Regions from separate parts of the Sus scrofa genome. Here region 1 is linked to region 2. A link is a contact called in public HiChIP or PLAC-seq data. All regions are on one chromosome and are shown on one strand. The core of a region is the stretch at or near the end of the contact, and the rest is flanking DNA. Distances in the headings are between cores, read along the strand shown.

What was found. HiChIP or PLAC-seq counts read pairs in DNA pulled down with a chosen protein or histone mark.
Region 1: an H3K27ac HiChIP or PLAC-seq map of alveolar macrophages shows a contact between it and region 2. The contact joins two enhancer-like sites. A contact is called at or near these places in 1 of 47 Hi-C or Micro-C datasets (embryonic fibroblasts) and 1 of 2 datasets of contacts at active chromatin or transcription factors (alveolar macrophages).

The regions. Positions count from the first base shown.
Region 1 is chr5:82,301,841-82,305,990 of Sscrofa11.1, forward strand. The region is part of intron 4 of GNPTAB (N-acetylglucosamine-1-phosphotransferase subunits alpha/beta); the gene reads left to right. It overlaps DRAM1 (DNA damage regulated autophagy modulator 1), which reads right to left. Exons shown (of 7, transcript NM_001190286.1): 4 at 400-577. Among named protein-coding and RNA genes, the nearest start is that of DRAM1, 22 kb to the right of the region's middle. Within about 2 kb of position 1,476, at least 5 of the 83 cell types and tissues checked have an H3K27ac peak or open chromatin away from gene starts, as enhancers often do. A contact at or near this core is called in alveolar macrophages, where this site is marked.
Region 2 is chr5:82,106,865-82,110,788 of Sscrofa11.1, forward strand. NUP37 (nucleoporin Nup37) reads left to right here. Exons shown (of 10, transcript XM_021092659.1): 4 at 3,423-3,495. Among named protein-coding and RNA genes, the nearest start is that of PARPBP, 17 kb to the left of the region's middle. Within about 2 kb of position 2,662, at least 16 of the 83 cell types and tissues checked have an H3K27ac peak or open chromatin away from gene starts, as enhancers often do. A contact at or near this core is called in alveolar macrophages, where this site is marked.

The sequences.
Region 1 (4,150 bases), core at 226-2,725, 190 kb after region 2:
GTGGGGAGAAAGGAAGAGTCTGGCCTCTTGGGACTCCACAAGGCTGTTACTTTAAGTACAATATCAATATTTGATGTCTTTAGCCAAGCACTACAAAGAAAAATAAATATTTTCACATGGCTCATGAAATCGACCCTGTGGAAGGAAAGTAAACAGATACTGAAGTGTTCTGACATATTTTTCCATTTGCCTTTCACACCATTCTTTTGCCCAAAGATTTTTTTGATCTAACCAGACAATGTTGAGATATTTTCTTAATGATTTACCCTTTTCTCCCAATTGTTGTCCTGAGGCATGTTGACACTTGGCTGTTAACCTCGGCTTTCTCCATGGCTTTGGGGGGTGGGGTGGGGGTGTCAGGCTTACAAGGACACTGACAGATGTGATGGAAAAGGATACTGGGGATGACGGCTGCACAGGAGACGGCAGAGATGGCCATCCGGACATGACACGTGGAAAGGCGGTTCCACTGGGGACACGACTTGTAGGAGATGATGGACTGCAGGAGCGTGTACACGACACCGCAGACAAATGCCAAGAGGGCGCCACCGTCGTGCACCACCGGGACAGCTAACTCCTGGAGAGAAAGTCACACATGAGATGTTACACATCGAGAGCCAAATGCACGGGCATATCCACTTAGGGACATTATATATGAAATAAAAAGTACTTCTGGATTTTCTGTTTGGCTCAGCAGAAAGAAACCCAACTAGGATCCGTGAGGAGGCAGGTTCAATTCCTGGCCTCGCTCAGTGGGTTAAGGATCCAGTGTTGTTGTGAGCGATGAGGTGGGATCACAGACACAGCTCAGATCTGGCATTGCTGAGGCCGTGGCATAGGCCAGTGGCTACAACTCTGATTTGCCCCCGGAGACCGGGAACCTTCGTGTGCCGTAGGTGTGGCCCTAAAAAAAAAAGAAAGAAAAGGAAAAAATATTCTTTAGAAGGGAAATGACTCAGATCAGACAGGAATTTTGGAGAAAGGTTCAGACGACGTCTGGCACCTTTTTGGAAACTCTCTTGTTAATTGAAAAGATAGTAAAAAAAAAAAGAGAGAGAGAGAGAAAATTGACTGTCAAGTGGGTTCAACCTCAGAAAACTTAACTTTTCCAAAAAGGAGATTTCTTGAGGTGCAGGAAAGCACTGACAGAAACTGCTTGGTGAGGACACAGCAAAAAAGTAGCCATCCTAGAGTTCCTAGTGGCTCAGTGAATTAATGGTCTGGCATTGTCACTGTTGTTGCTTAGGTCACTTTTGCGGCACGCGTTCGATCCCTGACCCAGGAACTTCCGAATGCTGAGACCAAGAAAGAAAGGGGGGAAAAAGTAGCCATCCCACCCACCAGTTCAGGAACAAGAACTTCTGATAAATGCAATTAACTCCCACTCAGGAAAAAGCGCCAGTCAATGCTCTCTCTTGCCCCCACATCTCTAGTTCTTCTTGAGGTAACAGCTCAAGCTGGTTTGCTCATGGCATGTCGAAAATGAATTACAGGATATCAAACACGGAAGTCGTAAAAAACTATATTTATGGGAACAATGACAAGGCAAACACTTTGCTCTAGGGGAAAGAGAGTCTATTTCTGGTCCATGTGAAGATGGAAACACTTCACAGAAGCTTTAAAGGGAAGCAAAAGCTTCATGCTCTAACCCCCTAAGTCTTCTTCCTAAAGTCTGTCCTTTTTGGTTTAAACATTGACAGCCGTATCATTATGATGTTGCGATGCTGTATCATTGTGACGGGATATCATAGAGTGCACACCCTCCCCCCACGGAACACTTCATACCCACACTCTTCTAGACAAATTAAGTCATTCCAGCTCTCCCTTGTCCCTTTCTTTTTCTTTTTCTTTTTTTTTTTCTTTTTAGGGTTGCACCCTAGGCATATGGAAGTTCCAAGGCAAGGGGTTCAATCAGAGCTACAGCTGCCGCCCTACACCACAGCCACAGCAACACTAGATCTGAGCCGTGCCTGTGACCTATACCCCAGCTCCTGGCAACGCTGGATCCTTAACCCACTGAGCGAGGCCAGGGATCAGATCCTTATCCTCATAGATACTAATTGGATTTGCTGCACCACAATGGAACTCTCCCTCTTCCCTTTCAAATTTTTTTTTTTTTCCAGCATGCTTTCTGATGCTAGAACTATGAACTGTGTGCATGCTTTTTCTCACTGAGATTCCCTCATTCTGGCTTTGAGGTGAACTCTTCCTGGCAGGTTCTGGGCAGACTGCTTCGATTCAAAGGTAGCTTGTGCCTTTCATGACTCCTGTGATCTTGGGCAAGTGCTACCTCTCTGGGTCTCCTTTTCTCCATTGATAAATGAGGACAGTAATATTACCTATCTTCTAAGGGCGATGTTAGAATGATACGTGTCACGGCATGAAATATTTTCAAAAATGTCTATCGCCTAGAAAACCTCCATACATGTTGTGATGAAACCCAAAATGCGCACAATCATAAAATGTAAGGAAACAGCACAGTCTCTGCCATGTGACACATGTCACAGACAACTAGTGGTGTTTGTTTCCTCATACAGAGAGGATAAGGATAGGAAAGCTCAGTGGAGCCAGAAGGAAACTGAGTTCACAAGATGCCCCCCAACAAGCCTCATGCACTTGCTCCAGGGAGGCTGCAAATTCCGCTCTGGCCCTTCGCCAGTGTTAACAAGGGAACACTGGTGCGTAGGGATTTCTAACGTCCCCCAATGAAAACCTGTTGGGCGCTAGACCTGAGCGTCTCTCCCTGCACCAGGCTATCTTGAAGATTCTGCGTAATACAAGGAACGGTGCCTCACCCCTCGAACCCCAGCACTGAGCTTCCCAGAGCACTTTATTACACTGTCCCCCGCCTCCTCCCTCCCACCCAGCCCGTGACAGATGGCTTCCTTCATGGGCAGGGTGGAAAAAGTGCAGGTCAGGCAGAGGGCTCTCTGATAATGGTCTGGCTTCATGAGGGGCAGAGATTAGAGAACAGGTGGACAGCAGGCGATGCAGGTGGCGATCAGAAGTTACTGGCCTCCCAGGTCCAGGCTAGGGGGGCAGCGCCCCTTTGCTGTGGCTTCAGCCTGCCAGGGCTGAAGGCTGACAGCTTTTTATGAAAGTAAGCATCGCACGAGATCAACTCGCTTCTCATGGGAAAAAAACCTCAAGGAGTACCCCGGCAGAACCAAAAGTCCCCCAGGAGTAACTTCCTTTCTGTGGTCACACAGGGAGTGTCGGCCTCTAATGATGAACCAATGACCACGATGGCCACCCGGTACCGACTCCTGAGGACTGTCCATTGTGTGGCTGAATCCTAGCAACAGGCCTGTGAGGCAAGTGCTATTACAATTAGTACTCATTAGAAATACAACACCTCAGCACAGAGAACTCTACCCAATATTCTGTAATAATCTATGTGGGAAAAGAATCTGACAGAGAAGTTCCCCTCCCGGCTCAGAAGAAACGAATCTGACTGGCATCCATGAGGACACAGGTTCGATCCCCGGCCTCCGTCAGTGGGTTAAGGATCCAGCGCTGCCTTGAGCTGTGGTGTAGGTTGCAGACTCGGCTCGGACCCCATGCTGCTGTGGTTGTGGTATATGCTGGCGGCTACAGCTCCAATTTGACCCCTAGCCTGTGAACCTCTACATGCCTCGAGTGCAGCTCTAAAAAGACAAAAGACAAACAAAAAACCATGAAGAAAAGAGAAAGAAATATAACACCTCAGAGTTCCCTGGTGGCTCAGTGGGTTAAGGATGTGGTGTTGTCACTGCTGTAGCTTGGGTCACTGCTGTCTCGAGGGTTTGATCCCTGGCTCAGGAACTTCCATGTGCCACAAGTATGGGGGGGAAAAAAGAAAAAGAAAAAAGAAAAGAAATATAGCACCTATTTTTAAAATGTTAAATATCGTCCCCACAGACAAATAGGTCCCATGCTTTCCTGAAAGAAACCTTGGAATGAACGGGAACCCATAAACTAAAGTCAAACAAGTAGCGTGTTTTCAAACACTTGACAAAGTAAGAATATATCAAGCAGACTCTGTTGTGGTCATCATGTAAGTTAATTCGCTTCAGCAGGGCCATATTTTGACCCTGCAACTGATTTGCTGAGTAACCCAGAGCAAATAATTTCGCTTCCATATACCTTTAGCCTCAGCTGTGAAAGGAAG
Region 2 (3,924 bases), core at 1,412-3,911:
GTGTATATACACAGAAATACAAAATAAACTATGCACTAATGTAGAGTGTAGCCTTTTATATAAACTCTTAGAATTCACTAGATAACCAAGAAAGGAAAAGCAAAAGGCTTTTTATAGTGAGAACTATAGAACATTGCTGGAAAAAATGAAAGAAGACACAAATTAATGGAAAGACAGCCCATGTACATGGATTGGAAGACTTAATTTTATTAAAATGTCTAAATTACCCAAAGCAATCCACAGATTCGGTACAGTCTCTATCAAAATCATGGGGGGGGGGCAATTTTGAGAAAGAAAAACAAAACTAAAGCCCTCATCTTTACTGACTTAAAAACATAAAGCTTCAGGAGTTCCCATTGTGGCTCAGTGGTTAACGAATCCACCTAGGACCCATGAGGTTGCAGGTTCGATCCGTGGCCTCGCTCAGTGGGTCAAGGATCTGGCATTGCCGTGAGCTGTGGTGTAGGTCGCAGATGCTGCTCGGATCTGACATTGCTGTGGCTCTGGCATAGGCCAGCAGCTACAGCTCTAATTACACCCCTAGCCTGGGAACCTCCATGTGCCGCAGGTGGGGCCCTAGAAAAAGACCAAAAAAAAAAAAAAAAAAAAAATACAGCTTCAGTAATCAAAAAAGTATGATACTGGCCTGAAGACAAACATACAGACTAGTGGAACAGAGTAAAGAACCCAGAAACAAATCCTCACATGTATGGTCAAATGACCTTTGACAGAGGTGTAAAGGCTAGACAATGGGAAAGGATAAATGGTGTTGGGAAATTTTGAATATGGATGCCCACATTCAAAAGAATGAAGTCAGACCTTTATACCATCTACAAAAACTAACTCAAAATGATTTAAAGGCCTAAACATAAGACCTGAAACTATAGAACTCCTAGGTAAAAGCATGGGAGAAGGTGAATCTGGGATAAAAACCAAGAAAAATGACCTCAAACCCCTCTCTCTTCAATGAATATTCTGCCCATTCATTTTCACACCCGACATAGCCAGCTTATCCAAGAAGCTTAGGGCAGCTACTCATCTCAGTCTGCTCACTCTTCCCTTGAGCATGTAAATTCTCACTTTGCTTGTTTGACCTCCATGTGATATCTTTGAATTCTTTCTGCAATGAGACAAGAACCTACTCTCTGAAACCCTCTTTCCACCCTTCTTTGCTCCTCTTTGCTTCATTTCACTCTTTCCTGTACACTAACTTCTTGTGGCTTCCTGTCCACATGGCAGAATCCTAGTTCTAGGAGTGAGAACCCAACTGGCTGGCTTGGATCCCCTGGCCAAGTCCAGCTAACATTGCTTAACAGGGACTAGGTTTACCCTCCTGCTGAAAAAGATTAAACACACAAAACGTAGAAGTAATGGTTTTTTAACATGGATATCAGGTAGTACAGGAAGTCACCCTTGGTTGGTTCAAGATCTGAGTCACAGGAGGATCTCCTTGAGCCTTCAGCCAAGTACTGATCAGCCTGGAAAGAAACTGCTAGAAGCCAGGAAAAGAGCCACCTAAAGCATTAGAAGTAACACTTCTTGGAGCCTTCTCAAGACCTGGAATGTTTTTTTTTTTAAACCAGTCAGAATAGTAAGCCTTATAATTCACTACTATCCAGTAGAGCATTCAGAAAAGAGTCATCAGTTTAGTCCTCCAGTCTGCTCTGATCCTGCCTAACAAAGATTAAAATCTAACCTGAAAGAATCCAACTGTTTCCAAGTAACTTAACTGCATCCCAGAACAAAGCTCAAAAATATTTACAGAAATACAAAAAATATCCACCATCCAAAGGGTAAAATTCATGATTCTGGCATCCAGCTAACCCTCAGCTGAGGAAAAGAAGCAGAGAATGACGAGGAATGAACAATGCTTTATCTCAGAAAGTCTATGAATCACCACCTCTCCCATCTTGAAAAATACGGGAGTTCCCATTGTGGCTCAGTGGTTAACAAATCCGACTAGGAACCGGTTTGCCAGTTTGATCCCTGGCCTTGCCGGATTAAGGATCCGGCATTGTCGTGAGCTGTGGTGTAGGTTGAAGACACAGCTCGGATCCCGTGTTGCTGTGGCTCTGGCATAGGCTGGCAGCTATAGCTCCGATTAGACCCCTAGCCTGGGAACTTCCATATGCTGTGGGAGCAGCCCTAGAAAAGGCAAAAAGACGAAAAACAAAAAAAAAAAAAAAAAAAAACTTTGTCCCCTCTTAGTGAAAATGTAAAATGATGCTGATGCTGTAGAGACAGTGTGGCAGTTCCTCAAAAAATTAAAAATAAAATTACATGTGACCCAGTAACTCCACTTCTGGGTATATACTCAAAAGAAATGAAGGCAGAGTCTCAGAGCTATTTGCACATTATTCTCAATAGCCAAGAAGTAGAAGTAACCGTAAATACCCGTCAACAGATGAATGGATACAGAAAATGTGGCGCATATATGCAATGTAATCAGCCCTCAAAAAGAAGTAATTCCTGTCATCTGCTACAACGTGGATGACCTTGCTAATGTAATGCTAAGCAAAATAAGCCAGTCACAAACAGACAGTTCCTGCATGATTCCACTTATAAAAGTATCAAAAGTAGTCAAACTTTTGGAAACAGAAAATAAAGTAGTGGTTACTAGGGCCTGGGGGAAGGAGGAACTATTGTTCACGGGATCCTGAGTTTCAGTTTTACAAAATGAAATGTTCTAGAGATCTATTATGTAACAATGTGCATAAACACTAATGCAGTGTACACTTAAAAAGGGTTATGATGGCAAACTTTATGTGTTTTTGGCCTCGGTCTTTTTTACAAGTTAACATAATAATCACAAAAAAATTTCAAAAATACAAAAAAGAAAGAAAAATATGTCCTGAATAAAAAAAAAATAAACTGTACTAGACCAAAATTTGTTTCTTGTTTTTAAACTGTATAGGAAAGCTACTAAAATTAAAAACTACAAAGCTGCTTCTAAGTCACGCTGTTATTTCTAGAAAATGTGGGGATTTCCTAAGACCTTTTCCTCTCCGGTGGCTCGCATTGACACACAGACACCTCGGTTATGTGTCTTTCCCTCTGAACTCAAGGAAAGGCAAAGATTGGAAAATTTGAGCTCTGGTTATGAAAACTTTATACAAGTATAGTCCCAGTTGGGGAGAGAAGATCTATAGTTGACCCCTGAACAACTGCAGGAGGGGTTAATATAATTTTTAAACAGCCCTCCCTATCCAAGTTTCCTCCACATCTAATTTCTGTATGTTTTCCAAAAAATTCAAGTGCCTCCTACTTTCAGTAACAGCTGCATAACATTTTTTACAACAGACCTATAACATCCCTCTTCTGCCTTAAAAAAAGCGTGATTATAAATTATGAAAACGGCTTTGGTGATGGGGGGACTTTCACCTACACAGGCTAAGAATGTTTTTGTTTTTGTTTTCATCTAGATTCTGTACTTCTGCTGCCGATATGAAGATTAGATTATTTACTTCAGATCTTCAAGATAAAAATGAATACAAGGTATGTTGTCAAGTATAATTTTTAAATTTCTTTTGATTTTTAAATTGGATTTATTCTAATTTAAAATGTCTTTGTGGTTGTCTTTTAAAAAGGTGGTTTGGGACCTCATTTACTCTACTTTTGGGGGCTATAGTAAGCAACTAAGTTGATGATAATAACTGCAGATTACAAATCTAATGTTACGTATTAAATTAAAAATTAGGTAGGCACAGCAAATGAGCAAGAATTAGATTCAGTATAATAAACATGAACACACATAGAGTACGAGTTGAATTTCAAGGGGACAAATTCAGTACAGCATAGTGCAAGGCAGGATTAGAAAATGATTAAAAGCACAGACACGGGGACCAGACCATCTGGGTTTGAAGCCCAACTCTACCACTGTAGTAATAGTACGACTTTGGTCGGGTTCCCAAATCTTTTTGTTTT